Linked DNA regions of Xenopus tropicalis: region 1 is linked to region 2. The links are chromatin contacts, called in public Hi-C maps. All regions are on one chromosome and are shown on one strand. The core of a region is the stretch at or near the end of the contact, and the rest is flanking DNA. Distances in the headings are between cores, read along the strand shown.

Region 1 (7,139 bases), core at 2,685-5,184, 59 kb before region 2:
AGAGTAACAGTAACTGCAGTTCCAGATTAGAAAAAGTGGGTGGAGCCACCAATCAGATGTCACTCGTTGACTATCAGTGGGGAAATTTAAGTTGCTGTCATTCAGACACTATTAAAACCAGGGTCCCCAAACTTTGCACAGTAGTTTTTACTATATAACTGTGGTCCAAGTTTAGAAAAACTGGTGGAGCCAACAACAGAGCAGATTTCTTTCAGTGACTTTACATTTTTCAAACTAACATGAAGTTTGTTCTTAAACTTCTCTTTCTACTTTGTAACTGAGACTGTTTATACTCTTTACCAGCTTTGCTGCCCTTCTTTGGACTTGCTGCAATTCAATAATATATAAAAAGTATAGTGTTTATATTCATTCAATTCATCAATGCAGAATCTAGATCCTCTGGAAGAGCCTGCTATTCAGCCTGATCTTATGTTAACATCAGCAAATAAGGATTATGTTTTTCTAGTTCATGATGTCATTAAGTCTACTATTAAGTCTGAGTGGGTGGTCCCAGATAAGAATTTTTTTTCATCTAAAAACATTCCTTTTTCTGAGGATGAGGTTAAACAATGGGATGCTGCTCCTAAGGTGGATGCTTATATCACTAGAGTAGCAAGGAGAACTACATTGCCTGTAGTTTTCCCTCAAGAATCCAGATGACACATTTCAATTTTGAAGAAGATTAATTCTGTTTTAGACACTATTTGTAAACCAACAGTAGCAATTACCCTATTGGCTAGGGCCAACAACATTTGGCTGTCTAATATCGAGGAAGCACTCCAAAAAAAGTCAGCAGAGATTCTTCACTTTGTGGAAGAGGTTAAATTAGTTAATGAGTTCTGTGCAGAAGCTTCCATGAATATTCTTAAGCTGTCTGCTAGGAAGAGTCTTTCGTCACTGCCCGCAGTTTTTTTTGGCTGAAACAGTGGTTGGCTGACACACCTTCTAAGCATAGTTTGAGTACTCTGCCTTACAAACGAGATTTGTTGCTTGAGAATATTATTTCTAAGGCTTCAGCAAGCAAGTAGGCTTTCCTGCCTCAAGATAAAAGAGATGTTCTTTCAGGGGTAGCAGATCCTTTCTTAAAGATGCCAGATCATATCATCCAGGTAGAAACTCTCAAAAGTATTCTTCATGGAAGTGTAAGTCTAAGTCCTTTCAGGCTAAGAAGGAGGTCAAATTTGAGAGGAATAAATCTTTCTGAAGTTTTGTGAGCCCAGCAGTCACCCGTTGGAGCGAGACTTCAAAGCTGTTTCGGCTGAAACAACTACAGAAAGCTGGGTATGAGAAGTCATCTCAAGAGGTTACCCTGCCCCCCTTCATTAGCTGATTGGCACCTAGGTCAGCATTCAATAGAATGTATTTTAGCTCTATACTTTATAATAAGGGGTAATGTAGGCTTGATGCAAAATAAGCTTTTGAGATAATCTGTTCCTCTTAACTAAACAAGGGCTTCTCTGCCCTGGCAGCAGAATAAACAAGGAATATGTGGTACAGGTGTCTTCAACTCAGGCATGCATCTGCTAGTCAGGTTCCCGCTCCCCCTAGATATCCCTCTCGTACTTGAGGGAGCTTTAAGAACACCAGACAAAAAAAATCTAGTGTTTCTTATCTACTTTATCTTCAATACACAAAGGGGCAACCCCTTTTGTGCGCTTCCATACTAAATGGGTGGTAGCTATATCACAGATCGAGGCTGATGACTGGTTGGTCATTCCTTTTTAATTAATAGTGACAATATTCTAATACAATAACATATGACACACCTAACACAACACAACTGCATTCCATGGTACTCAAATCAGATCAGACAATCCATGTATTAGATGTGGGTGCACTCTGGTACGTTTCTACATACATTATGGACCTGCCTGCTGATAGCTAAGTTTTGGGAAAATGGTAACAATGCTACCTTGAGATTGGAGATGGTCAAAGAAAATATGGCAGTTTCCAAGAATGTATAATCCTTCTCACAAGCTGTAATCAGAGACCACCTTTATTAGCATATATGTCTTCCATGAGGCTGAGTTGGATAAGAAAATAAATATGATGTATACTGAATGAGGAGGATGGGGAAAAATATAACATGAAAAGTAGTAATCTTTTTAGTACATACCCTTAGGATGCCAAATGTACATTCCCCAGGGGCATGCCTCTTGGGACTGGTTGAGAACATAGTCCCTGGCAGGTACCAGCTTATTTTTCTGCAGCTTCTATACTTTAGGCTCCTGTCACACACTATGCTCCAAAAAACTTATTGTTGTTTTGCATGCGGAGCCATTGTGTCAGGTCAGGTGCATGCATACTGGGCGGATTTCGGTGCATAACTGCATACTCGAGCCAATTAGTTAATGACTCGAGTCAATTGGCTAATTTCACATTCAAGATAAAATTAAAAACTCCAGTACAAATTACTGGCAAATTAGTAAATGTAGATATAGGGTAGGGACAGTCAGAAAGAATTTATAATGTAAACGGTGGAACAAAAGTTCTCTATAAAGTATCTATAAAATATATATTGCATAAACCAGCTTATATGTAAAACCCTGCTTCATATAAATAAACCGTTTTCATAAAAATATACTTTTTTAGTAATATGTGCCATTGCGTAATCCTAAGTAGAAAAATGCAATTTTAAGAATTAAGAGCCACCTCCTGAAATCATAAGATTCATGATGCATACAAACAAAGCAAGGCACACATACATGCTAGGCCACATCAGCCAATTAGAGCCAATAGAGTTCTATCTTTTGCTTCCACACTTCTTCTTGTTACAGTTAGAGCTGCATTATTTCTGGTCATGTGAATTTTGAGGGTGTACACAGCCCATCACAAATTGTTGGCTCAAGGGAAAAGATGTAAAAGAGCAATATTTACTTCTATATATATACAGATACCCTCAAGCTCCCCACTCCTTTGGAAAGATCTTGTTTCACAATTGCAAAATTAGTTTGTTTTTTAACCATCTATTTTATTAACCAGAGCCTCATTATTCTACTTTATAAAATGTGCAATCTCCAGAAATGTTGGCTCCTGTTCTGCCTCTAGGCCTATATCAGAGGAGGAGAAAGTGTTGGCGTGGGATAGGCCAACGGGTGAGAGCTCAGTGGTATCAGTGGAGTAACACCCTGGATTGTGTGGAACTAGAAGCTCCAGGTTTATTAGCTGCTGAGCCACCAATGGCTTATTTATCACCACTCACCTTACTAGAGGGAAAGGAGTGGTTGTAAGTAGGACCAGCAACATCTGGCAGATGTGTTCTGACTGTTTGGTAGCAGAATGTTTTCCAACAATAATAGGAATAGGCTCACTAATGTTCAGCACAGTTTATCCATGGGAAAATAAGAACACATACAGCACTGTAAATATTTGCAGGAGGGAAGAAAAACATCTTACTTCAGCGACATGTTGTCCACTCCCCCAATATGTTTGCTTCTAAACAGGTGATAGATAACTGACACAGGTGACGCATAAATGCTGATTGGTTGCTATGGATTACAGCACCTGGGCAAACTTTGTGCCTTTAATTACATAACCATTAAGAGTTCATTATGTGTTCCCCTTTAATAGTACAATATTTAATGATCATCAACAGCTTTAAGTGCTATCACTGAGATGTAAGCAATCCCTCTTTCTTTTTTTATGTTCCTCTTGTTTAATGAAGACCAAAATTTAAATGAAGATAAGATTTTAGCAGTATTTTATAAAGTGGAAGAATTAATTATGCCATATATGGGTCACCCACAGGAAATTACCAGGGTTTCAGAGCTCCTGGAAATACCATTCTGTTGCGGTGAAAAGAAGTTGCCACAGGTAAAACAGATTAATTTAAAGATCACAAGAAATTTCCTTTTGAGACATTTTCACACAGTTACACAATATCAATGTTTTACATGCTGCAATCTTTGTTCACTGTTATGCAAAGGTAATTTCAGGCAGTTTCCTGCAGACAACAAAGTGCCCTGCATGCCATGAGACTTACAGATGCATTACACTAGGGAGTATTTTAAAGGGAGATTTGTTATATTTGAACCCCTTAACTACCAGCTCTTTGTAAAATTTACGATGTCTGCAGAAAAAGACTCTGTCTGCCACAGATCATAAATTTTGCAAAATACAGAGTTGCAGTTCGGCAAGTACTTCACTAACCTTTAAATACTTTTATTGTCTATTGCTTGTTTTTGCCCCTGAGACTAGTGGAACTGGGTTTTGACCCAATACATTTGAACACATTTTTGCATTCTGAATTGCTCTAGATTACATCTTTGTTCCTCTAAGAATAGTTTTTACTGTTTTAATTTAGGGGTCTCTCCATAGCACATAATTTTGTAACTTTTTGTAATTTTACATATAGCAGATCAAACTGTTCAAAATGAACCTTGGTGTACATATTTCAGATATTTGCCTTTCTGTGAGATAAGGCAACATAAACTGTAAGATGTAAGGTGGTTTTCAGATATTTGTAAAACCGTCCGTCTTGAGCAAGGGTTTTCAGTTTGGTCATGTGAATTAGAAATAGACAAATTAATCCACATTTAACTTGCCATAATATGTACTTTCTATTAACATTTTTTGCATGAGTTTCTTCTTTTTGGCTTTTATGACACATAAAATGCAGGCAACATTTGAATGGTATATGAATAGGGGAGGGCCTGAATAGAAAAGAAAGTTACAAGAAGTAACAATAACAATAAAACTGTAGCCTCAGAGAGTAATATTTTTTTGGCTGCCAGGGCTAGTGGCCCCCATTTAAAAACTGCAAAGAGTTGGAAAAAGATGGCAAATAATTTAAAAATTATAACAAATAAATGATAAAGACCAATTGAAAAGTTGCTTAGTATTGGCCATTTTGTAACATACTGAAAGTTAGCTTAATGGTGAACCACCTCTTTAAATCCAGAACCTGAAAGCGTTTTCAGTTTCTAACAATCAGCTTGAGCTGCAAAAACAATATATTAGATAACTGTGTGATATTTTAACATCCATAATCCCCAATAAAGCCAGGGATGGTGTAATAGAGAAAGTCCCTTTTGTAATATCCAAATAAATTCCATTTGCTATTGTAATCAGAAGAATTCTAAGGCAAATTGCAACCTTGTCCATATTTTTTATTCTATGTGTTTTTAATTTTTGAACTTTTTGTTTTGCAGCTCTCTAGATTGGAAGTAGGCTGTTCTCTGGTTTGCTGTTAGCATAAGTCAGTAGTTTGAATGGTAAACTAAAATAAAGGCAAATAATTCAAAGGCTAAAGGCAAATAATTTTAAAAAAAGCATGAAAAATGTAAATAAAGACCAAACTGTGCTAAGATATTATTATTCATCTGCTTAAAAAGTACATTTTAAAGGGGAACTCTTACACTACAAAAATTAAAATAAAATATATGATTTGGCTCGTGGAAAAAATACATTTTCTGAATAGAAGTTTAATATTGGTGTTGTTTCTAAAAAAAAAAAAAAAATCAAGTTAATCTTCACTATCCCCCTGACACCAATCTGTGTCTCTTTTTTATGCTTTATATTTTTAAAAATAATTAATTGTTAAAATATTAATGTTAAAGGAGAAGGAAAAGTAAAAACTAAGTAAGCTTTATCAGAAAGGTCTATGTAAATACAGTCATAAGTACTTACAGTAATGCTGCACTGAGTCCTCTATCAAAAGAAACACATGATTTCTTTCTCTTTTTTTGTAAACATGATGTTCCAGTGTCTGACTTCATCTCTCAGAAACATCCTTAATTCCCATGACCAGAGCCTGCACAGTTCTCTTCTCTCTCCTCTCTCCTGCTCCCCCCCACTAAAATGCTAAGAACTCCCTCCCCCCCTCCCTTAAGAATGTGTGACCTGAGCTAAAATGGCTAGACTGCAGGAAGGAAGCTGCTTAAAATGGCAGCTGCTATCTTAAGCAAAGGTAGAAAGCTTCTAAAGCTGTTTACTCAGGTATGTTAATGGTTTCTGCAGAATAAATATATTGTTCTAGGTGGCACTAATGTGGCAAATCTATCGGCAGTAAAATGCCAAAAAGACTTTTATTCTCCTTTAAAAGCCACTAGTTGCTCCTCCCCCAGCATGTTTTGTCCTGTCCTACCAGCTTAGCAATGATAAGAAGATTCAGGCTCTTAGGGACTTGATGGCTGATTATGGGTTACCTGAGGGTGAACCCAAAGTGGACTGGAACATCCTTTAGCTTTAATGCATATAACAAAATGCATTGTGAGCATGTCAGACTGCTGGGAATTGAGGCAAGTCATGTCTGCTACTGGGCATCAACAGTTTAGTCTGTGCTTTTTTCTGTGCATGTTGGAGGATCCAGTACCTTCATGAGAACTGGAAGCAGTGCTGCGACATCACTTCCTCTTGCACACACTAGCATGACTTCAGTTTCAGAACTAGGCTTTCTACCTTTTTCAACCATTTCTAAAGGTATATATAACCCTTCTGATACTTCTACCAGGCTGTTCATAGACAAGTTATCTAGGACTCACTTCAAGAGGATGCAGAAAGTATGCACAGCAGGTCTGTCTTGCTTGTATCAAGGGTTTTGGTTATAAAGAGCAAATAAAAAAAGAATATGTTTAATTAAACAAACAGGACATGGCAAACTGAAATGAACCTCCAAAAGTTTCTATTCCCATAGCAATGGTGTCTAGACTATACTACCCCAGTAGATGAAACATCTAGTCTTAAAGAACCTATGAATAGAAGGGCCAATACAGAAGATCTTACATAGCAGCAGATCTAGCCAAACCTTCCACTGCAGCAGAGTATCTATTACACTGAAGTGTTGGGTCAACAATTTAAAAGAAGATATCGATAAAGGTGTATCCAGAATCCAGAAAGGTGTATCACGAAATCTTTTGGGGTCTCTTAAGTATGTCAAGCTTAGTACTGATTTCCTATACAGAATAGAGCCTGTTTGATTGTCAGCCAGACTTATGGCTTTATCTTCAGTGGGTCAGAGGGCCATATGGATGAAGGGCTAAAAAACCTAAATCTGTCATCCAAGAATAGGCTTTGTTCATTACCTTTTTATCCAGGTAAGTTGTTTGGGTCCAAAATAGATAAGTTGATTGAAAGTATCAAACCAAGCACTCTAAAATAAAAAAGCTGGACTTCTGATGCCAGGCCTATAGCACAGTCAG
Region 2 (6,873 bases), core at 4,056-6,555:
CTCTGTGCCACTAGTATGAGGAGGCTCTGTGCCACTAGTATGAGATGGCTCTGTGCCACTAGTATGAGATGGCTCTGTGCCACTAGTATGAGATGGCTCTGTGCCACTAGTATGAGGAGGCTCTGTGCCACTAGTATGAGGAGGCTCTGTGCCACTAGTATGAGGAGGCTCTGTGCCACTAGTATGAGGAGGCTCTGTGCCACTAGTGACTGAAGGCTCTGTGGTGCTAATATGAGAAGGTTCTGTGCTGGCATTTGGTGTATATATTCTATTATTTGAAATAATGACATTGCTATAGTTAGCCTCTATTTCTGTATGTGTCAGCTTCATATTTGTATCCGGATGATCTTTTGTCATCCCATTCATTGGGGCTGATGTGGTATCGCTGATTTTTGGCATCCCCAGAGACCTGGTTGGCATGTGATGGTAACTGTCAGATGATTTCACACTAATATCCATAGAAGAATGAGAAGTATGGTTAGTTGATGGCATATCACTTTGGGGCTTCTGATTGACTGTGAGAGGATGAACAGGGGTGACAGGGGAAGTACTTTCCCAATGAGGGGGACCTGTAAGATGAAGAAACCTCGATGTAGTGGCAGCCTGTAATATCACAATACAGATTATATTTTTCTCTGGTACTGGTTAAACTGTTATCTAGTAAGACATATAGTGTTTAGTGGATTACAGAAGTTTTAGGTGAAACATATTTAGAACTAATTGTCACCTATAGAATATGCCAGTGGTAAGCAGTGGTAGTTTTCTGACACAGCATTACTCCCATGCAGTTTAATCTGAAAGAATCACCTCAATAAATGACTACCGTAAAAGGCAAATATACCCAATTAAACAGAAACTTAGTCATCATCTATTTTTCTTTTTGTAAAAAATAAGTATGAGGACATAACTGTTTTTACCATAGAAAAATTTGCATTTACTTGGAACATAAAATAAATTAGGCAACTGAACTAGTCCTAGAACTAATGTACTAGCACAGGTAGGAAACGTAGGCAGTGTAAATTACCCAGAGCAACCAATCAAATCTGTGCTTTCATTTTCTAACATGTTGTAGACATATACAAATTAGTTGATTATCTGATATTAGTAACTGTATTAGTGCAATTTAGCACCTGTGTTAGTAAATTAACACCAAATGTCATAAAAATGTATGAATTAATACAGACAATGAATGCTTGGTGCACGCAGTAAACTATGTCCTCATACGTTACTGTGCTTAACCTCTAAAGTGCCATAGTCTATGGTGCTAACATGCCAGTGCAGTACATCTTATTCTCCCATGGTTTTGCTTTGTTTATGGAAAAATCTATTACTTGGTTAAAGAAAATGAAGATAATCTCCAATTATAAATAGGGTATACACTTTTTTCTACTGTTGCAGTTTGTATTTACACTGCCCCCCAGACCTTAATGTAACACACTGAAGCTGTCACATAAATTACACTTCTGTGCATTGAGGCTAAGACTTAACAGACAAATCCATGTGTCTCCAAACTGCTGCAATACATTGTGTGGACAAACGATATCACTAATAGTTCCTGGAGCATATCAAGCAAACATGCAAACTCTCGTTTTAATGACAGTTCTTACCTGTTGAATTCTTCTCTGTTGCCACACACATTTCAAAATATTGCCCACAATCATCGGAAGGTGTGTTTTTGCCTTTTATGAAGTTCTGAGCTATCTCCAGTAGCTCTTTCACCTTTTCCAATAAACCAGTAGGATCAAGATAACAAGTGGCTTTGCAGTTATCTTCTATCTAAATGACAAAAAAAAAAAAACCTGAGTAATACCTAAGTATTTTGCCAGAAAAGAGGTCTCCTTTTAACAGGCTCAGACAGATTTATTTGTTTATAGTCGGTCAAACCAAATAGGTTGCTTACTGTAAAGAAAATAGTACCTACAGGTGAAAAAAACAATTTTAGCATGTTTGAAATTTTCACCTACAAATAATTTCTATGGGCCTTTCTGTAAATACCCCAGAGGTAGAGATGAACACCCTATCTGGTGAGACAAAAGCAGATACAAGCCATGCTAAAGATGTCATTTTCAATAATGTCCTTACAAATAAAATGTTCCTTTCTTTGCTTAAATATGCAATCTTGGTGAGTAATAGACAAAACAATAGGGTTCTGATTGTGAACCATTTAATGCTATAAAATTCTTCTTTTTTCAGAGAACCTCAATAAAAACCAATATATGTCCTTCATTACATCACATATGATCCTGATCCAAAATATATTTTTTAGTGCTAAAGGTTACCTTAAAAATAACTGCATTTTTACATTTAAACATGTTTATGTTGTTTTGTATAAATTGTAAAAGATCATGTCATATGCAGAATGTAAATATACTGAGTGACAAAAGTAATTATATTTGTACACAGTAAGCTATATACTCTAAAATTACTGATAAATAAAGCATGTGTATTTTACAAATGATATCCCCTCTTAACATTTGTTATTTCTCGGTACATATGGAGTATAAGCTTGTACATTAATGCTTGTACAAAAGCTAAGACTCTAACATATGAAATGCAACTCAATCTGATATCTATACTGGTAACTGCTGGTGATGTGATGTACTTACATCCATAATGTTGGTATCATCCCAAAGATTCATACAGTCTGCTATATGGCTATTGAAAATATTCTTCAGGTTGTCTATATAGTTTTTGTGGGGAGAATCTTTTTTGAATTTCACCAATTCCAATATGCCATGAAGCTGTGACACTGACCCTTGGAGAAAGCAAGCGTCTGACATCTGAAGAGAATAGAAGGTCAATCAGAAAAGCCAACATCAGCAATATCAGTTTGTAGAAGCAAACAAATTAGATGCAAATCAATACTTAAAATCTCACAATCTGAATCAGGGACCAGGCAGACAAGATACCTTGCAGGCATGATATTTCTGGCTATCTCCAAGTAGAAAATCTATTATTTGGAAGGACCATTTTCAACGTGTTCTATTTTAACAAACAATTCTCAGTTGTTTTTAATGACTAACTGACATGAAAACACCATGTACTTGATAGTAACTAAAGGTCCCCATACACTCTGAGATCCGGATCTGCACTGGATATCCCCACCTACGGGTGGGCGATATCCGGAAGCGTGTAGTTGGCCCTGGGGCCAAACGATCGAATTATACTGGCGGCAAGGGGCAGTCGGTTCGGGGACAGCATCAACGAGCCGATGCGGTCCCTGATCCGACTGAATTTTCTAACCTGGCCTATCAAGATCTGGCCAATTTCAAGCCAGATAAGCTGCCGAATCGGTCCAAGGGACCAATATCGGCAGCTACAATCTGCTCGTGTATGGGAACCTTAACTCACCATAAATCTATGTTGATGGTAGAACAATTCAATTTGGGGTTTATAATATTCAGCACTAGTGTATAATAATAGTGTAAAGGTCTAACTTGCTCTGTCTTTACAAAATTTAAACATACAGTAATATGTCTCAATAAAAGTTGTAGGAAAAAGCAGGAACAAATATTGTAGTTGCACATGTCCAGACATATGTACTGAAATAAATATCTTATCTACTTCTTTTTTTTCAAAGCTAAAAAGTATGTTTGGGGGTGTTTACCAATGGATATATGTTATATTGGGTCACAGATTGGAATGTTTGAAACCCTGCTATAACATGTCCAGGAACAAAGGCTGCAGCAGACAGAAAATTGTTAACAGCACAGCTAGAATAACTAGTGCAGCCAGTTCCAGCAGCGGAAATCAGTGTCAGGCCTTATATCAGAAGTAAAGCGATGTCACAGATAAGGTGGTACCTCAGATGTAGGGTTCAAGCAAACTCATACCAAAAGCTCATATTTTCATGCATAATTTATGTTGGGATCTAAACTCACCTCATTTGTTTTCTGCAGTAAATTCACTTTTATAACTTTTTCCATTATCACTTGGCTGTTAATCTATAACAAAAACAAAAGCATATTGGTACACAAATACAGAATAAGTAATATGCATCCATAAGAGGTCTGCAGTACTGCAATGGATCCAAGCAAGATGGTTATCCACTCACCAAATCATCCAACTTGGATAGATTTAGATCTATTTCAGCTTGAGGACACATTTCTTTATGTATGGCTTGAACAGCACTTGTCACCAGCAGGATTGTGTAGAAACAGTACAAGAAGACCTGAAGGAGGAAAAATCAAGCCACAAATTAAACTACAGCAAGAAGTGTTTGTACAGGTACCTGGAGCTTACAGTGCTTATTGTGCATTAGGTTTCATCCATGGGTAGAAGTGTGACACACATATGCTATTCCAGTTGTGTTCTATTATATATACATTCTATGGATGTATTTAGGGTGAAACATTTCATTTAAATGCATTCATTAGCAATGTTACTTTGCATTAGTAAGAAGATATGCACCCGGTCCTTAGTTATTAGTGTAACCAGTGGGAGCAGTTCAGTTGTGCAATATATAGATGAATGTTATTTAATGTTATTGGAGCCAAGGGAGCTACTCCAAAGTATGTAACAGGGAGACAGCCAGCAGGGCAGCGCGGAATGTATAAGCAGTCTGCACACAAGTAACTTTCACTTTTCAGTTTCCCAGATTTCCCAAGCCACTCAGTTTAAGCTATTCCAGCTGCTTCACGCGTTTCTCCGTGCAACACAATGGATTAGACGTTCTATCTGCCAAGGGACGTATCCGCACAGTGCTGGGGCAGGAGAGTGTGCCCCAGGGTGCCAGCCAGCCATACAGTTTGTGGGTGCGCTAATCCAGCTGTTTTGCAGGAACACGTGGGGCTGCTAGGAAAGCTGCTCCCACTGCACTAAGTGAATGGAACTGTCCGTGCCCACTTTTCTCTCCCCACATTTTTTATGTTACCTGCGTTAAAACGTTCTGACTGGGCTCCCGGATCGCAGACATGCCGGCTAAAGATTTTACAGATGAGCGATGTCGCAATCTCAATTTTGCTGTATGTTCAGTATCCCCTATACACCTTCCTCTAGAATTCAGTCGTGCGACAGCTATTTCCGATAGAATGGATTCTGTTGCTGCTGTTATCGCCACAGGGCATCTGCGCTCTATACCGTGCCCTCCGTTATAGTTGGCACTAACCAGTGTGTGCTGCACGGCTGCTTCTCCCCGCGCTGTCTGTACAAGGCTCTGCTCGCAGTCTGTCCCACGGCTAAGTATATGCACCTCCCGCCCCCTTAGCATGTGCTTTCCGGGAAAGCCCAGTGGCGTGAAGCCAAGGCAAGAAAGTGGGCTCGGGAGGGGTAAGAAAACTGACACGATCATGACATGATACAGCGCAGGCTTTTTGATAAAGTGCAATGCTATGTAAATGTGAAGCGCGGAATTACAGAACCTCTTCACGCAAAGGCGCCGTCTAATCTAATCGTGACTCATGAAATCATGTGTTAGAAAATCATTATTACTGCGTATGGCTGAGCAGACCCTAAAGCTGGATATTCATACATAGTTGCCGGCAGGGCTGCCATCAGAAATCACGGGGCCCATCACAAGAAAATTTTCTGGGCCCCCCTCCACCCACGTCCTGCCCCTCAATGGCCCCTCCCATTAGTAAAAAGGACACACAGACATTGGTAGCCAGGGCCCCCTAAAACAGTGGTAGCCCGGGGCCCCCTAAAACATTAGTAGCCAGCATCTCCCCAGCATCCTCCAGTTAACCCCCCTCCCTTGTCCTCCTGTTCCTCCCCCTCAGCATCCTCCAGCTCCCACCTGCCCAAGCATCCTCCGGCTCCCCCCTGCTCCCACCAGCATCCTCCAGCTCCCACCTGCCCAAGCATCCTCCGGCTCCCCCCTGCTCCCACCAGCATCCTCCAGCTCCCCCCAGTGGCTTCCTGTGGTTCCCCCCTCTTGATATGTGCCCAAGCTCCCCCCAACATCTGCACAGCTCCCCCAGCATCCTCCAGCCACCCCACCAGTGACTTCCTTCAGCTCCCTCCCCACCAGCGACTGCCTCCAGCCCCCCACCAGCGACTGCCTCCAGCCCCCCCCCAGCAACTTCCTCGAGCTCCCCCCCAACAGCGGCTTCCTCTAGCCCCCCCAGCAACTTCCTCCAGCCCCCCCCAACAGCTACTTCCTCCAGCCCCCCCAGCAACTTCCTCAAGCCCCCCCAAACAGCTACTTCCTCCAGCCCCCCCAGCAACTTCCTCCAGCCCCCCCCACAACATCAGCTTCCTCCAGTCCCCCCAGCAACTTCCTCGACCCCCCCCCAACAGCTACTTCCTCCAGCTCCCCCCCCAACAGCGGCTTCCTCCAGCCCCCCCAGCAACTTCCTCCAGCCCCCCCCCCACAACATCAGCTTCCTCCAGCCCCCCCAGCAACTTCCTCGACCCCCCCAACAGCTACTTCCTCCAGCTCCCCCCCAACAGCGGCTTCCTCCAGCCCCCCCAGCAACTTCCTCCAGCCCCCCCCACACAACATCAGCTTCCTCCAGCCCCCCCAGCAACTTCCTCCAGCCCCCCCAACATCAGCTTCCTCCAGCCCCCCCAGCAACTTCCTCCAGCCCCCCCCACAACATCAGCTTCCTCCAGCCCCCCCAGCAACTTCCTCGACCCCCCCAACAGCTACTTCCTCCAGCCCCCCCAGCAACTTCCTCCAGCCCCCCCCACAACATCAGCTTCCTCCAGCCCCCCTAGCAACTTCCTCCAGCCCCCCCACAACATCAGCTTCCTCCAGCCCCCCCAGCAACTTCCTCCAGCCCCCCCCACAACATCAGCTTCCTCCAGCCCCCCCAGCAACTTCCTCCAGCCCCCCCCACAACATCAGCTTCCTCCAGCCCCCCTAGCAACTTCCTCCAGCCCCCCCCACAACATCAGCTTCCTCCAGCCCCCCCAGCAACTTCCTCGACCCCC

The links. Hi-C and Micro-C count contacts between places; a contact is called where the count stands out from the background.
Region 1: a Hi-C map of liver shows a contact between it and region 2, with 2.9 times the contacts expected there. The contact joins the enhancer-like site here to the promoter of csf1 in region 2. A contact is called at or near these places in 2 of 5 Hi-C or Micro-C datasets (brain and liver).

What each region holds. Positions count from the first base shown.
Region 1 is chr2:72,028,601-72,035,739 of UCB_Xtro_10.0, reverse strand. No RefSeq gene overlaps it. Among named protein-coding and RNA genes, the nearest start is that of ahcyl1, 8.9 kb to the left of the region's middle. Within about 2 kb of position 3,934, at least 1 of the 11 cell types and tissues checked has an H3K27ac peak or open chromatin away from gene starts, as enhancers often do. A contact at or near this core is called in liver, where this site is marked.
Region 2 is chr2:71,971,556-71,978,428 of UCB_Xtro_10.0, reverse strand. It overlaps csf1 (location of vulva defective 1), which reads right to left and starts at 5,305. Exons shown (of 9, transcript XM_012970474.3): 1 at 4,874-5,305; 2 at 4,055-4,171; 3 at 3,882-3,944; 4 at 2,607-2,780; 5 at 1,608-1,776. The coding sequence starts at 5,290.